2 separate regions of the Capra hircus genome follow, and region 1 is linked to region 2. The links are chromatin contacts, called in public Hi-C maps. All regions are on one chromosome and are shown on one strand. Each heading gives the region's core, a stretch centred on a gene start, on an enhancer-like site or on the middle of the called end of the contact. The rest is flanking DNA. Distances are from core to core; before and after follow the strand shown.

The links. A called contact is a pair of places that touch in the nucleus more often than the background predicts.
Region 1: a contact with region 2 is called in a Hi-C map of blood, with 4 times the contacts expected there. The contact joins the promoter of LMBR1L here to the enhancer-like site in region 2. A contact is called at or near these places in 3 of 5 Hi-C or Micro-C datasets (all in blood).

The regions. Positions count from the first base shown.
Region 1 is chr5:30,351,789-30,359,029 of ARS1.2, forward strand. LMBR1L (protein LMBR1L) reads left to right here and starts at 5,092. Exons shown (of 17, transcript XM_005680003.3): 1 at 5,092-5,508. The coding sequence starts at 5,437.
Region 2 is chr5:30,253,873-30,260,865 of ARS1.2, forward strand. It overlaps LOC106502096 (a long non-coding RNA gene), which reads right to left. Exons shown (of 6, transcript XR_001918044.1): 5 at 3,781-3,934. Among named protein-coding and RNA genes, the nearest start is that of TUBA1C, 38 kb to the left of the region's middle. Within about 2 kb of position 4,334, at least 4 of the 5 cell types and tissues checked have an H3K27ac peak or open chromatin away from gene starts, as enhancers often do.

The sequences.
Region 1 (7,241 bases), core at 3,842-6,341, 99 kb after region 2:
AGTTGTGACTTGAGGGCTTAGTTGCACTGTGGCATGTGGAATCTTAGTTCCCTGATCAGAGATTGAACCCATTTCCCCTCATTGGAAGGTGGATTCCTAATCACTGGATCAACAGGGAAGTCCCCAGTGAGCCCTTTAAATAAGCTGGAAGGTACCAAGGTTCTTGAGGATACTGAAGTTCAAATTTTAGCAGTCTATTACACCCTAAGTATCTAAGCAATATAGTAATGAAGGGAATAGAGAAGTAGGGGGGATGTATCTACTAAAAGACAACTGCAGAATATTGGAGGAAAAGGAGGCTTTGGAGTCAGAGAGGCCAAGTTACACCACTTACTATTGTAAGTCCTTGTACAACTTATATGCAGAGTATATCATGAGAAACGCTGGACTGGAAGAAACACAAGCTGGAATCAAGATTGCCGGGAGAAATATCAATAACCTCAGATATGCAGATGACACCACGCTTATGGCAGAAAGTGAAGAGGAACTAAAAAGCCTCTTGATGAAAGTGAAAGAGGAGAGTGAAAAAGTTGGCTTAAAGCTCAACATTCAGAAAACAAAGATCATGGCATCCGGTCCCATCACTGGAAATAGATGGAGAAACAGTGGAAACAGTGTCAGACTTTATTTTTTTGGGCTCCAAAATCACTGCAGATGGTGATTGCAGCCATGAAATTAAAAGACACTTACTCCTTGGAAGAAAAGTTATGACCAACCTAGATAGCATATTCAAAAGCAGAGACATTACTTTGCTGGCTAAGGTCCATCTAGTCAAGGCTATGGTTTTTCCAGTAGTCATGTATGGATGTGAGAGTTGGACTGTGAAGAAAGCTGAGTGCCAAAGAATTGATGCTTTTAAACTGTGGTGTTGGAGAAGACTCTTGAGAGTCCCTTGGACTGCAAGGAGATCCAACCAGTCCATTCTGAAGGAGATCAGCCCTGGGATTTCTTTGGAAGGACTGATGCTAAAGCTGAAACTGCAGTACTTTGGCCACCTCATGCGAAGAGTTGACTCACTGGAAAAGACTTTGATGCTGGGAGGGATTGGGGGCAGGAGGAGAAGGGGACAACAGAGGATGAGATGGCTGGATGGCATCACGGACTCAATGGACGTGAGTCTGAGTGAACTCCGGGAGTTGGTGATGGACAGGGAGGCCTGGCATGCTGCGATTCATGGGGTCGCAAAGAGTCGGACATGACTGAGCTGCACTGAACTGTACAAGTTACTTAATCTCTTTGAATTGATTCCTCACCCATAAATAAATAAATAAAGTCAGTTTGGTAAGGTCCTTGAGACACCCAATTAACTAATCTTTGTAAAGTATCTGTCAATCTTTAGCATTCATTGGAGGCTCAGTCTGGATTAGTTTCCTTCTGTGTGTTGCTCGAGGACATTGAAATTTACTCTCCACAGTCCAGGGGGCCCCTCCCCTACTAAGAACAGGTAACTAATCTCCTGGGCAGATCAGATCCACAAACATTGTCTAGTACTAGTAGCTTGTTTACTGTGAGAACTACACTGGGTTAAGAACTGGGGTTGAAATGAAAGGGGTGAATTAGAAGCCAAATACAGGTTTCCAACCCTATAAGGAGAGAGGAAAGGAGAAAAGACACAAATGGAGGTAAAGTTAAACAATACAAAAGATTTAAATAACAGCTCAAGGTAATGAATGTTCCAAAACAGGGCATATATGTCTAATTGGTCACTGAACTAACTATGCAACTGGATGCTGCCTAGAGAAGGTGGAAATCCCTTCAAGAAAAGATGGAAGAAAAGATAATTGGGTTGAGCCTTGGAAGATAAGATATGGACAAAGGGAGATTTGATAAGTTTAAGAAGAGAATGTGTAGTGTCTTGTGTTCCGAGTGATAAGTCAGTAAACAGAGATGCTTTTGCTAATTCTAAACACAGGCAATGGAAAGAAAGTTATTTTGCTTCCAACAAATTTGTAAACAAGGGCTCAAGGACCTGAAAGCAAATAAATTCGATTACTACTTTCTCAAAGGAAGTCTTCTAGATTATTTTTCTCAGTTCTAAGCTCATTTCTATTTTTCTCAGTTCTAAGCTTAAACTATGCACTTTCCAGTTTGTTTATTGATATTTTACCTCTTAAAATTTTACTTCAGTTGTACATTCTGGATGATGATAAATCTCTAAGCAGAATTTATGTTAGCCAGTTGCTAAAGGAATCATATGGAACAGTTTGTGACTTGGGTGATGTCACTGCACTGTGTAAACTATAAAGGGCAGTGAACGTTAGATTCATAAATTTGGAAGCCATCTTCAGGGTCTTCTAGTTTGGCAAGTGAGATCAAGTGGAACCCAGGATGACAATGCTAGAACCAGAACCCAGCTCTTCTGATAATCAGCAATGTCTGCCATCTTTCTCACTACATCTGCCAATATTTGAGTGCCTACGTGAATTACACATGGAGATAAGAGTTTAAGAGTAACTGTATAAAAGACATATATGATTATTTCCCTTTAGGAACCTATATGGGGGAAACAAACAAATGCAAACAAATTAAATTATGGCAACTTGTGATAAATAAAGGGCTTCTCAGCGGTGCCAGTGGGTAAAGAACCCACCTCCCAGTGCAGGAGACCTAAGAGACTCAGGTTTGATCCCTGGGTCGAGAAGATCCCCTGGAGGAGGGCATGGCAACCCACTCCAGTATTCTTGCCTGGAGAATCCCATGGACAGAGGAGCCTGGCGGGCTACAATCCATAGGGTAGGAAAGAGACACAACTGAAGTGACTTAGCATGCAAATGATAAATAAAAGGACAAAATTAGATTGCTTTAGATAAGGTACTGGGGTAACATTTAAGTTCAAATCTGAAGGAGACCAGAGCCAACCAAAAGTGAACTGGGAAGAAGGAGGGAAAGGGGGAAATCTTCCAGAGAGAAGAAACAGCAAGCATGGCTCTTTCCTGGGCAGGAAAGAGATGCGCAGGGTCCACCAGGAACTGAAGAAAGGTCAGGATGAGGATGAGGCCAAGTTGAAGCAGCAGAGAAGTGCTTCCTCCCAGGTCACAAATTCAAATGCACAACTGGGCTGACAAGGCGCATTTGTTCAAATTTGCTAAAGATTCTGTAAGCCGAACAAAACACAGCATGTCTACGGAAGCCCAGAGGTCACCATTTTGTAACCCCCAAGGGCTTTTTTGTTTGTTCCTTTGTTGTTGTTTTGGCAGCCTCTAGCATCTCATGGAATCTTAGTTCCTGGACTAGGGATTTAACCCAGGCCCTTGGTAGTGAAAGTGCCATGTTCTAACGACTGACCACCAGGAAATTCCCGGGGCTTTGTATTCTTACTTTAAGGCAGGTGAATTTCTAAGTGCAAGTAGACTGCTTTTGAGGGCTTTTGAATAGGGACAGATTTGTGTTTTAACAAGATCGTTAAAATACTTTGCTTGAGATAAGTGCCAGGGTCATTCAGCAGGCCCAACCCACTTCTCTGTGCTCTCTTCTCCTTCCATGCAACAAAGCCAAGGAACCAGCCAGCTGTATTTGGTTACTATCTCTGCCCACTCGCCCCTCTGGATTCTGTTCACTCCAAGTTTGGTTACTAAAAGGGAAATCAGCTCTTCAGGTCCATTCATTATCTTGCTACTATATATATACACACACATATGTATAGATATTATATATACACACACACTAATGTATGTATTTTGTGTATGTGCTCAGTTGTGTCTAACTCTTTGCGACGCCATGAACTGTAGCCCACCAGGCTCCTCTGTCCATGGAATTCTCTAGGCAAGAATACTGGAGAGTAGTTTGTCATTTCCTACTCCAAGGGACCTTCCCAACACAGGGATCGAACCTGCGTCTCTTGCCTCTCCTGCATTGGCAGACAGATTCTTTACCACTGCACCACCTGAGAAGCCCTATGTGTGTATATACAAGTATATATTTTCAAGGTTCTACTGCAAATCAGTGCTGCTGCTGCTGCTGAGTCGCTTCAGTCGTGTCTGACTCTGTGGGACCCCATAGACGGCAGCCCACCAGGCTTCCCCATCCCTGGGATTCTCCAGGCAAGAACACTGGAGTGGGTTGCCATTTCCTTCTCCAATGCATGAAAGTGAAAAGTGAAAGTGAAGTTGCTCAGTCATGTCCGACTTCGAGACCCCATGGACTGCAGCCTACCAGGCTCCTCCGTCCATGGGATTTTCCAGGCAAAAGCACTAGGGAAACAGAAAAGAGGTAAAAGTAACTTGCCCTGCAGAAATTTCAAGAGTAGAGAACTCAGTTGTATATTCTGGCCCCAACTCTTGCTCAGATAGTAACGGGACACGATCTAGGCCACTAGAATTGCGTTCTTATTCTTCAGCTGGGGGCTTGGCAAAACTCAGGCCTTCTTTTCTCTGTAATGCTCCCTCTATTTGAGAGGAACAGTTTGAGTCCATGAAGGTGGGACTTCCCAAACAGTACCCATTATCAAGGTCATAGGAGGGAACTTGCATTCCTTAATTTTGTGACAACCTCTCACATTTTCTAAAACCTAAAATGCTAATCACGCCTTTCCCTGAAGGGTTGTTCAGGTAAAGGTAAAATGAGATTAAAATCTAGAAAGTGAGTGGCACATAGCCGGTGGTCAGTTAATGTTTGACTCAGCCCATGATCCCCTGTGGGCATTTCCTCACAAAGCTTCAGGTGGATACTTCTGTAGCTTTCTATTCCGTTTTCTTTGGTATTTGTTCCAGAACACATAGGGGCTCCCACAAAAGTGACTGAGTGAAAATTTCTTGGTGGCTGAGGGTTCCTCGCCGCAACAAAAACACTTTCAGAAAAAGCTACTATGGATCTTGGGTTACTGGGCAGCGGTACCTTTCAGAATCCCTATGGTACTCTCACATCCCACCTGGCTGGCCTGATTCAAGTGGCTCATCTTGCCAAGGTCATACTGGTCGCTTATCAACTAAGGGACGTGAAAAAGACAGTTGCTTAGTTTTAGAAGGAGCACCGGTAGGCCCCAAAGATCCCGCCTCTTTCCACGGGGCAAGCCTATCAGCGTTCCTCTAGCGAAGAGCGGCAGCTCCGTAGAAGCCAATGAGTTCCGCTCCCTGGAATTATCCCGCCCATCCGTTGTGTCGTCACTCGGCCTCTTGTGAAATAGAACCCAGACTACGCTTCCCCTTAGCTTGCCTGTTGGCGGGTGTTTGCGTTGAAACTATACCGAAAGCCTGACCTTAAAGGGGAGGGAGCAGAGGGGAACCCGGGCCCTTTAAAGCGAGGCCAGCTGGTGCCTGCCCCTTTAAGGGCGGGGCGCTCAGACGACAGAATCTGAGCCCCAGATTACCCCGAGTTTCCGTCACAGGCTGCAAGGTAAGGCTCCTTCGCTGGGTCCGGGTGCTTGGCGGCGGCGGTTTCATCGCCGCTGGTCCTCCCCGGGCCCAGAGACACCCCAGCCCCAGTCATGCTGAGCAGAGTATGGAAGGAGCTGACTATGAAGTGCTATCCGTGCGAGAGCAGCTATTCCACGAGCGGGTCCGCGAGTGCATTGTGAGTCCGGGACCCGGGCTGGAAGGGTAGGACCAAGTTGGGGAGAAGCACGGGTGTCGCGGGAGAGGGAGACGTCCGGATCGGAGTGAGATCCCCTGGGCACAGCGCCGGCAGACCCTGTTTGGTCCAGGGGCGAGTGACCAAGAGCCCTTGCCCGACTAGTGCTTGGGCTGGCGAATCCCTAGAGTCTGCTCCAGCTGAGTAGCTGCGAGATAAACAAAGCCGATCGATTTCCGTTCCTCCCCTCTACACGCCTCTTCCCCGACCCCGCCCTCCCTCCTGTCCCCCCCACCCCGCCCCGCGCGCCCGTGATCGGAGCGCGGGTCTTCCCTTGTCTGGGAATCTGTTGAGCTTGCGGATCTCAGTCAGATGGTCGGAGAGGGATGGGTTTAACTTGGGGAAGGCTTGTTTGCAACTACTTCTCAAACCCAAATGATGTTTGATGAAGGGGAGATGAACAGGGATCTTTGGTGGGTTTCTCACTTTGGAGGAAAGGACTCTCTGGAGTGGATTCTGCCGTGTAGAAATGGAGAACAACTAAAGTGTCCCCTTCGTTTCCTCGCCCTTATTGGTGTTTCGTTAGAGACCCTGCAAGCCGAGTTTCCTAGCTTCGCAGCCATTCAGGGATTTCCTCTGAAGGGTTGCCCCTGGTGCGACGGAGGGCTTCTGGCTGCTTTCCTTACTCGCTCACTGCCACCTAGAGTAACAGATGAAACTGTCACACAGCGAGGGACTCCTCACTTCTGGGCCGGGGCACCCAGGGGAGCTTAGGGGATCGCATCTTTCTTGCATCTGCTCTAAACTCTCATATCTTTCCTTTCTCCTCTCCTTCCTCAGAGCCCTCACCCCCAAATACTAAAGGGAAAGGGAAAAGTTTAGAAGAATAGAAGTTGGTGAGTGGAAGACCCATTGTGGGGGTCGTCCTTCATTTTTCTCAGACTGGGCTCCAGTCTGCCCTGGGCAGCCTCAGATTGGAGGAGGGCTAAAGTGAGCCAAGGCATAACTAGGTCTGCCTTTATCTGTGAGGACTGGAAAGTAGGGAGTTTATCAGTCCATGCGTGGGAACTCCAGATCTGCTTTCAGAAAGCTTTCCTTGTGCGTTTCTTGGTGGAGAGTTGCATATGGCAGGGTTGGGCATATCCTGGAGTCATACCCAGGCCTTGAGCCAGTGGAGAGCCAGAGACCCACTTTCCTAGAGAACAGGGAGGGAAGAGATCTTGGAGAGAGAAGCAGCCTCCTGGATGTCGTCCCATCCTTTAGTCCCATTAGCTGAGGACGTCAGCGCTGGTCAAGGGCATCCTGAGGGCTTCTAGTACATCTCCCACGTGGCTCCAATCCCCTGCTCTAGAGAATCACCTAGCCTCTGCTGGACCTACATGGAACTCCAGCCTGACCTTTTGAGCCCCCCACCCCCACCCCGCCCTCGCCTTCCTGCTTATTACACACACCCAGGGCAGAGCACTAGGCAGTAAAAATCTTGGAGCTGAAATCTAAATGGCTCATTCTACTCTACTTCCCTATTGTTAAAAGCTACAATTTTGTCCTAGACCCATGTTTCTCCTGGGGTCTGTGTCTTCTCTCTTTACATACATAGCTGAATGCAGATTCCCCATCGGGTCAGCTTCTCTTGGGGACTGGAGCACCTATGAGACTGATCCTGCCTTCTTGGCCCACTTCAAACACAATAACATCTCAAGATTCTCTGACCCTGATTGTGGATCCAGGGTAGGGTG
Region 2 (6,993 bases), core at 3,084-5,583:
TTTAACAAGTAGAATTTGTAATACTTCTTTTCTGTACCTTTTATATACTCTACTCTGGAGACCACTTTTCTGTAGAATAAAATCCAGGTTTTTTAAAAAACCATAGTCTTCAGGGACTTCCCCAGTGGTCCAGTGGTTAACAGCCTACGCTCCCAATGCAGAGGGCCCAACTTCCATCTATTCCTGGTAAGGGAATTAAGAGCCCACCCACATGCTCCAATTAAAGATCGGGCATGCTTCAAGGAAGATCCCACGTGCTACAACTAAGACCTAGCACCCAGCATAGCCAAATAAATAACTAAAATAACAATGAAAACAGAAACACAGCCTTCAAGCTGGGATCTAGGTACCCTTAGGGTACACAGCACAGATGGTATAAGAGGCTCCATTTCCAGATTCTGAGCTACCAAATGTGTCCTCTCCTGGAAGTGATCTGTCGGGGCACGGCTGACATGGAGCTGACTTCTCTTTTCCAGCCTCCTCTTTCCAACTGTTCTGACCCCTCACAAGAGAAAGGCACTCCTCAGCCACCCTGAACTCTGATTTGTTACCAAAGGAAGGGATGATTTGAGAATGGACTATGCCCGAGGCAGAGTCTCTTGAGATCCCGGTAAGAAATGCCAAAAAGGGCAGCGCCTTATTTCATCCCCTGAACAGATTCCCATCAACCCTCTGTGCCCTGGACAGTGACTGTCTTAGAATTAGAAGTCACAAGTGAGGTGCTGGAAGACCTTAAAGTAATATAGTGTTCTTAATTTAAAAACAGAGCTAGGGTCTTCCCAGGTGGCTCCGTGGTAAAGAATCTATTCGACAATGCAGGAGACACTGGTTCGATCCCTGATCCGGACAGATCCCATATGCCAAAGAGCAACTAAGCCTGTGACCACAACTCCTGAGCCTGTGCTCCAGAGCCCAGGAGCCCAGCTACTGAGCCCACGTGCTGCAAATATTGAAGCCCACACACTCTAGAGGCTGTGCTCAGCAACAAGAGAAGCCACCGCAATGAGAAGCCAGCTCTCTGCAACTAGAGTAGCCTCTGCTCACCACAACTAGAGAAAGCCCTCACAGCAGCAAAGACCCACCAGCACTACCAAAAATAAACAATTACCAAAAATTTTTTTTAATGGAGGCTAACTTTTCCTAATAGAAAATAAGCCTGCTTAACTGCCTAGTTTGATCATGTAGACCAGTTTTGCCAACGTAGTGGTATTTTTCATAAATAAAATGGGCTAGCTCTGTGACTCCTCCTTGCTGATGAAAATACACGTACAGTACTTATCTGATAGACAATACACCAGAAATGTCATCATTCGCAACTATTCCAACTTCTGATGACCACTGCCTTAAACAAACATTCACAATATTCTTAACCACCTCAGACTCTTTCCCACCTAATCTCCTCTTAGCCTTTGCCTTTAATTTAAAAATGGAGCTAGGGGCTTCAGGCTTTGGCCAAACCACACTCAGGCTTCTGGCCATTCTTCCAAGTCTATACCTGTGTGTGTCCACGTTAGTCCCTCCATCAGAAATACCCTTCCTTGTCGTCTCTATATGCTGAAATCCTATCTAATTATCTGCTTGATCTGAAGCACTAATTAGGGCATTGAGGATGCAAAATAAACATAATAATAGCCTTAACCCTGTCTTCACAGGATGTAAGAGTCTGTAATGGGAGACAGATAAGCAATGACAGTACATGACAGAGCTATGATGGGGAACCACAGGGTGAAGGGAGCTCAGCAGGGGCACCCTCCCTTCACCTGGGGAAGTCAAGGAAATCCTGGAGGAAGCAGCCAGAAGGACAAGACCCACTGATGAGCGGGAGTTAGCCTGGCATTTTGCAGGGAGGGAGGAGAAGACGACTGACTGGTGCTGACAGAACAACCGTGAGTTGAACTGACGTTGTTAAGGCAAGTCCTCTGTGAAGTCAGGATTTTCATCACAAGAGACACACTTACCCAACCCTAAGGTCCAGGTAGAAACTTCTACTAAGCTCAACCTCTTTCGTGTCTTTGAACGAAGGATCACATTTCTCTCAAAACCCCAATTTAGAACAGGCTGAAAGTCAAGGGAGAGGTCATCTCTAGAAAAAATTTCCCTTGTGTGTGTGGTTTTTTTTTTTTCCCAAACACAAAATATGTGAATCCCAAGCTCAACTGCTGGGGGAATGGGTAGACTTTTTATATTGGGTTCACCAGAAATAGTGCCCAATGAATACTCTTGAGACATCTGTGAGGAAGGCCAGGGCAGGTTGTACATGTGGCTCTGTTCTGAGGGTGCAGGCACCCTCTAAACAAACAAGTTAACGAAAGAAGAAACACCATAGAAGAAATTCAGTTTCTAGGGGCTGCTTTGTGCCATGCACAAGGAAGGGACCAAGAGGGCTTAGACTGCCTGGGCCTCAGGGCTCCACCTCCGCTGCCCTCCTGCACTGTTCCAACCCAGAGACCGTGAAAGCACCTTCACCAAGAGACGCTCAATTCCACGGCATGTCACCACGCACTCTACTGATGTGTTATAAGTTGTTGATTTCTATTAAAGACGCTCCTCAACAAATGCCATAGTAGAAGCAAAGTCTAACAGATGCGGCATCAGCCACTAAAGAATTTCTCTACTGGTGACAATTTGACACTCAATAACTCTTTGCTCATTCAAAATAGAAAATACCCTGAATCTTCTCTGATACAGTCATTTCTTACATCATCACAGTGGAGTGTCACTTTATTTCTCATCCTGATTTCCTAGTTTATTTTCTTCCAGCATCCATTTGGAGGGTTAACATTTTCTCTGTGACACTATTCACTATGGCAGTAGAATCAGGTAGGTCTCATACATGAGGGCTTAGATATACAAGCACCAAAGGATGTCTCTATAAAACACTGACTGCATACGAAAGTGACATGACATGGACCCCAAGAACTACATCACCAGTTAGATTCCAACAGGTTTATATTGTTGGTAAAGCTACTTCATCTTTTTCAGGAAACCCATTATGAGCTCATTCCAGAAAACAAAAACTCATTTTTGTTAGAATGTTATTATCAAGCTCTGGAGGGTGAGGACTATGATTGATAACACTTTCCTATTACAAATGTTTCCTATCAGTGACACCATATTTTTCCAGATGGGTGGGCCAATTGTATTTCTGCTCTAAATCCTGCTTTCTTCCAGTTCCCCAGGAGTTTTCTGATTGTGGCCTTTAACAAAGTTCCCAGCAATGGTAAATTGAGGTTTGTTTTGGAGTATGTATATAAATGTGTTTGCAAATAGGTTTAGATCCTGGTGTGGAAAAAACCTGCAGTCTCCTAAATAGAAAAATCATCAAGTAAATCAGAACTGACTTAAGAGTTTGGAAATGGTAGTGTGCCTTAGTGACCTTGTATCAAACCATGGCCAAGGCCACATTCCAACACATCCCCACTCCCACATTAATTTAATTTCTGTCACCCTCTTCATCTTTTAAAATTCCTTCCATTCAGCAAAATCAGTTCCATTCAACAGAACAAATACATTGTGACTTGTGCACCTTATACCTCCTCATGTGCACTGATGGAAAATACGGTTTTAGTTTTCAGCGTTGCACCTGAGAACATGGCAGGCTGGCGGCTGGGTAATGAAATGAATTAAGCCTCCTCTTCTCGGGAAGCCCCAGGTTTTCCTAACACCCATATACCATATGCCAGTTCATTTAGGCCCGGAGGGCTCCTCAAAACTGGGGCCATTTTCTTGCAGGGTCAATTTGGTCTCTTTTTAGACAAACGGACTGTATTTGACTGTTACCTTGGTGTCAGGGCTTTCTCTGGGCAAAGGGTCGAACGTTCACCTGCAACTCGTCTCCTCCTTCCCCGCAAGCTCCTTGCAGCGTCGCGGCGCTTCCAGCAGATGGCGCCGCAGCTGAATTTTCGCGACCCGCTCTCTAAACCAGGAGAAGCGTCTGGAATAAACAGGAAGGGGAATTTGTTTTTTAAAGCATTCTGTTTCAACATATATTGCCTTCTTTGTTGAGTCAGAAGCTTTTTTTATTTGACTTATATTGAAATGCATTTGAGATGTTTAAAAAAAAATCCGCGATGACGCAATACCAAATACGGGGTTTGGGGGCGGGGGGTTGTTTTGTTTTCTTAAGAATTTCCACTCTCACAAATGATTCAGGAAGGAAGCTCTCAAGTAGCATAAACTGTCACAAGAGCACAGTGGTTCAGAAACGCTAGCAAGGTGTGCTAGGTGAAGAAACGCAGCCTCAAAAAGACCAACAAGGAGGGGCAGGGGAGAGCCTCGCTGGGCCGCAGCGGAAGTGACCTTACAGGCGGGCGGGGCGGTGGCCGTGGAAAACAGCGCCGCCTGCTGGTCTAAAGAGAAAAAGCTCGGATCTTGCCAGAGGCTGCGGCATGGCTCCTTGGACACTTACTCCCCACAGACATTTACAGTCAAGATGCTGCACGTTATGCCCCTTCCCCAACAAAGCTGAAAGTAATGGGCACAACCAGATAAGTCTTTCCGTAGAGAAGAGAAATCTTAGAGGCCCGTTGTGGTTTGGGAATACAGTGTTTCAAAGACCTTCACTGTTAACACTTCCTAAAGCCAAAAATGGTGGATTTTATTATTATGGTATAATTGTTATTTAAAGCAATTCATAAAGGAGAGTGAAAAATAGAACCCTATAGGTGCTCTCTTTCATTTATCCCACCCTGCTTTATTTACAAAATAATAAAAGAGGTGATCAGAAGCAAATTGGAAAAAAACGGGCGGAAGGTTGAATTTCAAGGTGATTGTGCCTATCATTTCTCATTGTGGCCCCTCATTTTTATTCCAGGGTTGTTGCAGTTTCATTTCTAGAGTCCCTCCTCCTCTCCCCACTTCCTTTTTCTCTTCACTCATTTGACAGGAGCCTCCGCAGTCATCGGCCTAGAATACGTCATCGTCATCCACTGGGAGAAAAGTGTGGTACCACCTTCCTCCCCCTATGGCTGAAGCCCGCGGATAGAAGATGACGGTTGCGTTTCTGCTCCTGACCCAGCGCGATTGTTGGGAACTGTTCACCTGCAAGATGATGCCAAAGTGCAGCCTCCCTCCTTTTATGCTGTATAGAGTTTTAGGTTGCCCTTCATTAAGCTGATGCTTTCCCCTACAGAGCCCTGTCCTTCACTTTGCCCAGATGGTGTGCTAATAACCTTCTCCTCCCTTCTACTTGCAGAGATTCAGTGCATTAAGCCTAAGAGTTGTACACCCCCCCTTTGTCTTCTTTTAAGGGAGTGAAGACCCATAGGTGGACAATTTTATTTAGATTAGTCATGCTGTTTATCAGATCGATGTTCTCTTGACATGAAAATTTCCATCTCCCATCAAGGCATAGCTGCAGGCATTTATTATAGGCTCTGGTTCAAAGCAGGCCCTCTCTTTTGAGCATTAGCACCAGAAATTAGGAACCTGACTGAAGGAGAAGCTTCATGAGGGTCCAGAAAGAAGGAAAGCTGGGCCCCCAAGTCCTGTTTATGACTACTGTAGCCTTCACAATCTGGATCCAACCAAAGGAACACTGACAGCACAGTGTCTGGAGTACAAAGAAGAGTAATGGATATACAGTAACTTGACTGAGTCAGGGACAGGGTCCAAGACATGCCTGACGATTGTTTATCTGCAGAGAAACAGGAGTAAAGGAGGAGCTGTCTCCCTCAGTGTTACAAAAGTGTCCTTGGGGAGAGGACGCAGGAACAGGGCAGCTGATAACATTAACACTGTGTGGGCACACACCTCCCCATCCCCAGGACTGCTGAACCATGCGTTAGTAAACCAATCGGCAAGGACACAGCTCTGAGCCTCTCCTGTCACAGTGCTCAGCGGGCAGTCGGCTCCGACAAGGCAAAGTGGCTTTTCCGAGGGGGAGGGGTGCCTGCTTTCTCTTTGTTCTTCCTTGGAAAATAGGCTCTCTCTTAAGTCTCATAACCAGCTGCTTTCATCTCTCAGAGGAAGGCAAAAAAAGTTAATTCCCAATAAAAATTTGGACAGCATATTTTTCAGAGCCCTGAACTCTGACTGTGAAATACAGGGGCAAACTCATTACAATTCTAACATGCTGTAAGTTTTATTCTGGGTTTCTAGGCAAAAATTTCAAAAAGGTGCCCCTCCTTATCAAATGAAAATATAATAAAAAGGTCATCTTCAGAAAGGGGTGATAGAGACAGTGCTTTGAATCCTTCTCAACCTAATAATAGATGTCGTGCACTCTATTCTTAATAATTTCTTCCTCATGATTTAATGAGCATATTCCTTTGTCTGCTAAGAAATAAGGGCTCTCTGAGAAGTCACATTTTTTATATTACAAGTGATTTTTTTTCTCATAAGAATGATTTAATATAGCTCCTTTAAAGATAAAGACATTCAGTATTGTCTGACTTACGTGTGGAATTAAGAGAAAGGATGTTTGTTCTTGTATCAGGAATAGGCCTGCCACACCCCAGGCACTCAGAGCATCTGCTCCCTGGACTGATTCTTAAACCAAAGCTACACATGGCTTCCGTGCTTGACAGCTGAGGTGGCCTTTTATATCCAGTTGGAATTTCTGTTTGAAAATGGGCTCTGTTGGTCAGAGGAAGCTTAATGGGCTGAGGGCTAGCCTAATATTTTGGAAATGCTGTAGGTTCATTTCCTCCCAAAATAAAGTACCTTCGGTCCCTTCAAGTGGCATCCTCAGGCTCTTTAAGACAATTCCAACTTTTGGAGATTTTATGTACTCACTAAATGTCAGGTATTTTGTCCAGAGTAACAGAATATCTGCACATTTGTATTCAGGAAGCGAGGAAGTGAGAACAACCTCCAGCCAGGGAAGCAGCCCAGTGTAAGTACGTGATCTGATGGCCCAAGTTCTACAGGTAAGCTTCTAAAATGATTCTGAAGCTAGACAAGAAATGAATGAGCAGGTGTTAAAGGATTATATATACCTTTGTAATTAACAGAAAAATTGGATAAAATAGCACTGGGCATGTATAGTCATAA